Regions from separate parts of the Triticum aestivum genome. Here region 2 is linked to region 1. Evidence: chromatin contacts called from public Hi-C data. All regions are on one chromosome and are shown on one strand. The core of a region is the stretch at or near the end of the contact, and the rest is flanking DNA. Distances in the headings are between cores, read along the strand shown. Region 1 holds the start of LOC123090957. Region 2 holds the start of LOC123090959 (probable zinc metalloprotease EGY3, chloroplastic).

Region 1 (3,486 bases), core at 850-3,349:
CAAGTTTAGCTATAGAGACGAAAACAGAGACAGAGGGCGTGCACCTGAAACCTGACGGAGTTTGCTTCAGCCTCCAATCCAGAACATAATCATCAACCATGCACACCTTCCCCATGTACTTCACAAGCATCTATAAAGATGGAATTGACATAAGCCATAAATCACAAGTTCTTGGCACCAACGGCAATAGGGTGTCATTTTAAACAATGTTCAGAATGATGGCTCTGATGAATCTTTTAATGCCTACAGCAGACAAATCTAAACTGAATTTTGTTTGTTTTTTCTGTAACTAAGAAGTTGGAAATTGACAATCATGTATATAGATCAAGGAAAAGTAGAGTAGAAAATGGACCACAATTATGCTAGCAGCAAAGTACTCTGGAAATGAAAAAAAAAGAGAAACGCAAGTTAGATTATTCTCTGGAAATGAAAAAAAAAGAGAAACGCAAGTTAGATTATTCCAGTCAAGTGATGCAAGTATATCTTTCAAGCATCGAAAAAATAGATACGAATCAAAAGAGGCTATCGCATCATCCTGGTCATTAACATCAGAACCATAATTCTGGATTTCTGAAGTTGCAAAATACTTCTGGAAGCTGTTGTATTGTTAATTCACATTTATCCTACAACATCCATACATCATACAAAAAATGGAGAAAGAAAAACCAATAAAAACCTGCTCGAAGGTAGTCATCATCAACAATTCTTGCTTCAGTAATGACAACCAACCAGCACATATATCCATCCATGATACATAAAGGGGGGAAGTAAATTACCTTGTATGAGAACAAATGAATTGTCAGGTTGCTGCAGCTGCCAAAAATGCCCCAGCTTAATACATGGATTCTGTCAATGCAACTCACATAGTCACCTGGGTACACATTAATAGACAAAAATAATGCATCAATTAAAAGGAGCCAAAACAAGCAGAGCAGATCACGAACAAAAAACAAATGAGAAAAGTCACTGGAATATAAGTAAAATAAAGTAGTTGGCATTCATGTAAACAAATCTAAACAAGGATAAAATAAATCATAACATCAAATTGCAGGAACAAATGTGACTTTGCTTGAGACAGAGGTGAATTCACCTTATTCTTCTTCACCAAACTCTTCCTTGGGATTCTTCCTCTTCTCTTCTTTTACAGATCTGCACACATTGTTCTTACGAAAACAGAAGAAATCAAAATCAGATTACTGGAGAACTGGGGGGGAGGGGTCAAAGGGGAGAGGAAGATGGAGAGGATTTATATGTGCAGCCTAGATTCTCCAGACTCGCAGTCCTTCTCCCACCTCTGTCCTCCTCACCTCCCCAAGATCCGTCACACCCACCATAAAAACTACACACCCAGACCCTAAATTAATTTAGAGTGGAAGGAATCAGGAGGAAGAAGTTAAACAGGGTGGAGTTCCAAGGAGGCATTGAGCCGCTGCCTTTCATCATTTTTGTGGAGAAAAGTTGAGATAGTGCACGGGAGGGGAGGAGGCAACAACCCAGCTCGTGGAAGCCAGCGCGGAAGAGCCTGCGGGGGAGGGCGGTGGATTGAGGCGGCGCACAGGAGATAGCATCACCGGGATCCGGGGTCGAAGGAGCGACGGGCCATGGCAACACGGAAGGGGGAAGATAGGGTGGGGGAGAGAGAGATAAATCAAGGGAAGGAGGAGGGGAGCAGGGGGTACCTACGCATGGGGAGGGGGAGGCTGACCGATGGCTCGAGCTCCACCTGCCATGGCGACAAGGAGAAGAGGGCTAGGAGGTCCCCGATGGCCGGCGCCTCTCTCCTCGCCGCTCCTTCCTCCAGCGCCGGCCTCCAGCTCCGGCCGACTGGCCCTGCTCCCCCTCGACTGCGACGTCGGCGCCCGCCACCCTCCTCTACCGCCCGCCCGCGCTCTCTCTCCCAGCCCGCGTTTTCCAGGCGAAGTCCATGGGGTGGCCGACGGATCCGGCGACCCATCGGAAGGAGGAGGAGGTGGTTGGAGGGAGCGGCGGCGGGTGAGGACGAGGGAGGGAGGAGCGAGGGGCGCGGGGCTGTGGATTGGGGCTAGGGTTAGGGAGCGGCGGCGGGTGAGGACGAGGGAGGGAGGGAGGGAGGGAGGAGCGAGGGGTGCGGGGCTGTGGATTGGGGCGCCGCTCTCTACCTCGCGTGCTACGGTGTTTTTTTTCCTTCGCGTGGTGCGCTGCACCCCCACGCGCGGCGCGATACGGTGGGCTTTCTTCCCTCGCATGGTACCGTGCGCTCGATGCCTTCGTTGTGACTACCTACCCCTTCATCCTTTATAAGTTAGATAAGGCCAAACAGAAGCTATGCTGGGGTGGGGGGAGGGCGTTCGGGCTGGGACTCCTCTCATCCCGAACGAATTTGTTCGGTAGCTGCCCACCCGTCACCGAACAAATCGTTCCATCTGGCGAACCACGAGGCCGAACGTTCGGCCGTTATCGACATCCATACGTCCTATATAGTACACCACTAGAGATCAGAATGGATCCAAAGCAAATACATATACATCTTGGATACGTGTGCATGTGCATGCAAATATATATACATCTTGGATTCGTTTTTCAAACCGCCGACTTAGCAGTTTATTTATTTATTACAAGTCGCAATTTTGCTCTTTAATGTCGTTCCGGAAAGAGAATTAAAGGAGGTGTTTCGGGTCCGTACCAACAAACAAAGGACCGACCTACCGTAAGGGTTCACACTGTTGGAGTTGTGTCGAATATTGTATACAAGGTAGGTTATTGTGTTTACATAGGATGTGGAGTCGTGTCCTAGTAGGACACTTGTATCCTAGGCCTCTAATATATAGCGGGGGTAGACACACGATGTAACCTATGCCAACATAATAGCACAGGCGCGCAAGGGGGAGCCGGCGGCGTGTGCTGGCGCCCGGGTGGCCGGTGTGCGGTATTGTGACGGTGTCATGGGGAGGAGCGCCCGTAGTCAGGCCCCGGGATGTAGCCATATCGATGAACCTCGTTAACAAATCTCGGTGTCGTGCTCGTGTGATTGCTTGGTCCTCGGATGATCGATGGAATGCCTCAATTTATTCTAACAAGTGGTATCATGAGCAAGGTTCAAGGAGGTCGCGGTTCATTGATCTAGAGGATGGATCGTCGTCAAGTTTCGGTACAAAGACGATGCGCAGAAGATGATCCGCGGTGGTTGTTGGGTGCGCTATCGACGAGATCAGGATAAGCATCAGGTAGCATGCATCGGTGAGTTGCATCAGCGGGCGGCTAGATCGGTTCAGTCGATGGAAGCGGCGGCGGCATGTTCGAGAGGACTCGGCGAGATCGGTTCGATCGAATCAGTCGGCGCATGGCAGTGGCAGGAATCCCGTGGCGACAAGTGGCATCGGCAAGTTGCCAGGCGGGGCTGGCTTGTACAAGGCACGCTAAGGCCCAGTAGGGGCCTGCAGGCGTGTGGCTAAGGCGGCCCAAGATGGCTAGTGTGGCTGCAGAGGATGCAAGGCGAGCGACGGAATA
Region 2 (3,937 bases), core at 939-3,438, 280 kb after region 1:
CCGCCGCCGTTGGGGAAGAGCGTGAGGAGGCAGACGACGGCGAGCACGAAGCCCCACGCGTAGCGCTCGCTCCCCAGCGGCGTGATCTCGTCCTGCGCCGGGATCTCCTCCCCGCCGCGGATGAAGGTGGCGAAGAGCCCCCACGCCAGGCACAGCACGCTGCCGCCGACGGCGCCCGCCCCCAGCAGCAGCGACGTGCCGAACGACAGCAGCGCCGCCGTGCGCCGCCCGAACAGCGCCTGCGCGACCCGGCCGCCCTCCAGCCGCCCGACCGGCAGCAGGTTCAGCGACGTCACCACGATCCCCAGCAGCCCCGCGAACGCCAGCGGGTCCACCGGCACGCCCACGCCCTCCACCGCGTTCGGCAGCACGTTCCCCAGCTCGTCCGCGTACGGCCCGATCACCTGCTGCACGAACGACAGCAGCGGGTTGTTGTAGAAGAACTCCGGCCGGATGAACCTGCCAGTCCGCCGCGCGCGAAACGTCGTCAGAGCTCTGGCTGGGGTTAACAATGGCGAGATCGATGTGTGTGTGGTGGTGCTGCTGCTACTTACAGGGCGTTCTCGCCGCCGTTGAAGCTGCCGTCGGCGATGAAGGCCGAGACGGCCAGCACCACCGACGTCAGGTACGCGCTGGCCGTGCGGGCCACGGGGATGTCGAACAGGGCCTTCTTGCTCGGCAGCAGCGACTCGTAGTTGTTCATCACACCCAGGCACCCCGTCCAGTTCGACGGCACCAGGAACGATGGGCTCAGCTTCACCCCGTACCTCGCCGCCGTCAACCTCGTCGCGATCTGCCATGAAATTGTTGTTCCCAAGACCATTATTACAAGGACGAGCATACATGCAAGAAAAGCTTAACGGAAATGATAAAGCTTAATTAGCAGGTGCAGTACCTCTGACACGCCGAGGATGGAGAGGAAGCCTCCGAAGAGGGGGAGGACGTCGGAGACGTAGTCGTCGAAGGACGCGCCAGGCTTGAGGAAGAAGCCGCTCATGAGAGCTATGGTCCCGAAGGTCGTGACGGCCAAGGCCACGGCGCTCAGGTAGCCCCACGGCGTGCTCAGCTTGGTCACCTCCAGCTGCAGCTCAATCTCTGCTTTCGGCTGCACCATGCAGACCTGCTTGGTGATGTCGTCGTTCCTCTCCTCCATGAACCACAGGGTGACCTCTGTCCCTGCCGCCTCGGCGATCTTCTTCTCCAGCTTCGGCCTCACCTCCTCGATGGGCTTCCTCAGGTTGCCGATGAAGATGCCACCGTCGCCGAACCTCCGCACGTCCACCGCGAAGAACGTGTCGTACCCGAAGCAGCTCTTGAGCTGCACCATTAATTCGAGCACCCAGATTTCAACAAATCTTCACGAAAATTTTCCCATGATTGAACTGTGAATACCAACTAGCAGTACAAGCGATGATCGTTGAGGTTAATGAATAGATTACCTTGTTGAGGTCGAGCGCCTTGAAGGTCTGCTCGGCCTCCTCCAGCCTCTGCTTCTCCCGTTCCAGCGTGCCCTTGATGAACCCACGGAGCAGGCCGCCGACCGGGCTGGCGTCGGGCTCGCGGTCGAGCTCCCGGAGCTTCCGGTCGGCGCGCTTCTTCTCGAGCTTGATGGCGGCCTCGATGGACGGGTTGCCCATGAACTTCTTGAACTCCTCGTCCGACCTCCAGTCCACCTCCTGCTGCTCATCCCTGCTCTTCTTCTCGCTGTCCTCGCCATCACCTCCTTCCTGATGATCTCCTCCCCCTCCTCCGGCATGATGCGACGACACCTTCTTCGCCTCCTCAACCTTTTGCTCGTCAGGAGCAACGGCAGTGGAGGAGACCGGCCGGTTCTCCGTCGCCTGATTTTGCTCCCGCAGCGAGCACCTGAATAGGGAGCTTCTCCTGAGAGGCCTGAGAGGTGGCCTGTGATGGTTCTTGCAGAAGCTTCTTGGTAAGGTTGCTCTCCCACCAGTGCTGCTGATGCTGCTACACACGATAGTTGCAACGAGCGAAGTGGAAGCCATTACTGGTGGCGAGCTGCTGTGAAGCTCGATTGATGGTGCCTGCTGCCTGTTCGATCTGGTGCTTTGATTTTGGTGTGGAGATCCTGGGAGCTCATGGGGGGAGCTTAAAATGGTTCGGAAGGAGCAGGAAGGCGAGCGTTCTAGAAGGCTGGAGAATGCGCCGGGAGGAGTCGTGAAGAATGCGACGGCCGGAGCAGCAGATGTGATCGAGTAGTGGCGGGTGGCGACGAAGGAGGTGAAGGCCCCGGCTTATCCAATTGGTCAAGAGAAATGTACACTTGGCGGCAGCTCGGCTTGCTAGAGCTTCTAGCGTGGGCCCTGCCTCGAAAGTCTTTGGTAACTTGCTTTCCGTACACTCACATTTGGGCCAAATTCGAACATTTTAACTAGTACTCCATCCATTTCAAAATAAGCGTCTTTGATTTAGTACTATCTCCGTCTTATTTGTCGCTTAAACGGATGTATCTAGCACTGAAGCACATCTGGATATATCCATTTCAGTGACAACTAATTCCGGATGATGGTACTAGTACAACTTCGACTAAAGTTGTAGTTAATCAAATCAAAGACACTAAAGTTGTACTAAATTAAAGACACTAAATTTGTATTGGTAGTTTTTTTTTGCGGGGTGTAGTAGTAGTCATTTTGACATTAGAAATTGTTTGCTATCATTTTGACATGCCGGAGAATTTTTTTAGATCATTAGTTTGTAATGAAAAATATTTGAATATTTTTTATATTTAAAGATGCTTGATTTAGGACGAACTATAACTTTAAGTATTTTGCAAAGGAGGCAGTGTTCATGTAACAAGATTAATTGTTTATATATGCATGAGGGAGTGTACAGTAACATGGCTCGCTAAAATCTACATACATGAGAATATAGGATTTGCAGAGCTTATACAACTGAACATGTATGTTTTCAAGTCCAAGAAAATATACTCCTTTTGTTTGCAATTATAAGATGTTGACTTTCGCTTCTTTTACGCGTGACTTTGACTATAATTTTGTTTAGATATATTTTTTCTGAAATGTTTTTTTGTTTAAAAGTAATATTAGATTTAGATTAAGTCTCTTTTAAGTGTTGTGTGTGTATCTACTGTGGCGGCGTTTTGATGTCGCGTGGAATAGAAGTCCAATAGTTTGATCACCATCTTGGTTTGGTTCTCTGACAACACCACAAACCCTGTCGTATTCTCGTCATATAGGCATGGTGGATTGTCATCCAATGTGTGGCGTTGGTGACGATGATGCTGGGTTCGTGTCTATTTTGTCCAATGGTTCTATAGTGGGTGACAAAGTAGTGATTCAGTAGCCTGACCTACTAGATATCTTTGTTTTTGTTTGAAAAACTAACTAGTGAATGATCATTCATTACAAACTTAACGACAAACCATTTGGCGGCCATAGGGTCTAGGAGTCGACATTGTCTAACTTGGACTCTTGAAGGTACCCGCCTACTTGGGAGGTTTCCTCCTTCGTAGCTACGCCCAGTTGCCGGCTGTGGGCACCCGGGGAGGCATTCTCATGCTTTGGGATGGTTCCGTCATTGACATCAATGACACTGTGGTATTGGAATTCTGTCTCTCCGCCTCGGTCACCTTGCGTGAGTCTAGCAACACGTTCAAGGTCACCACCATCTATGGCCCTTCTACCACCTCGAGAAAAGATGATTTCTTTGCTGAATTGATCACTCAAAAGCCTGCATATGGATCCAAGTGGCTGGCCCTAGGTGACTTCGATCAAATCTACCGGGCACGTGACAAGAATAGGCGCAATATTAATAGAGGCCGCAACACCCTTAAATCTTGTGGGCTCAAAGAGATCCACCTCTAGAACCATCGCATCACTTGGAGTAATGAAAGGATAAATCCTACTGTGTGCAAGCTTGACTCTTTTTTCTGTAACACCGAATGGGACATCCACTTCAC

What was found. A called contact is a pair of places that touch in the nucleus more often than the background predicts.
Region 2: a contact with region 1 is called in a Hi-C map of leaf, with 6 times the contacts expected there. The contact joins the promoter of LOC123090959 here to the promoter of LOC123090957 in region 1. A contact is called at or near these places in 2 of 5 Hi-C or Micro-C datasets (both in leaf).

The regions. Positions count from the first base shown.
Region 1 is chr4B:53,612,346-53,615,831 of IWGSC CS RefSeq v2.1, forward strand. LOC123090957 reads right to left here and starts at 2,100. Exons shown (of 7, transcript XR_006442680.1): 1 at 1,091-2,100; 2 at 777-871; 3 at 45-130.
Region 2 is chr4B:53,890,667-53,894,603 of IWGSC CS RefSeq v2.1, forward strand. It overlaps LOC123090959 (probable zinc metalloprotease EGY3, chloroplastic), which reads right to left and starts at 2,189. Exons shown (of 4, transcript XM_044512333.1): 1 at 1,440-2,189; 2 at 896-1,318; 3 at 555-793; 4 at 1-459. The coding sequence starts at 2,006.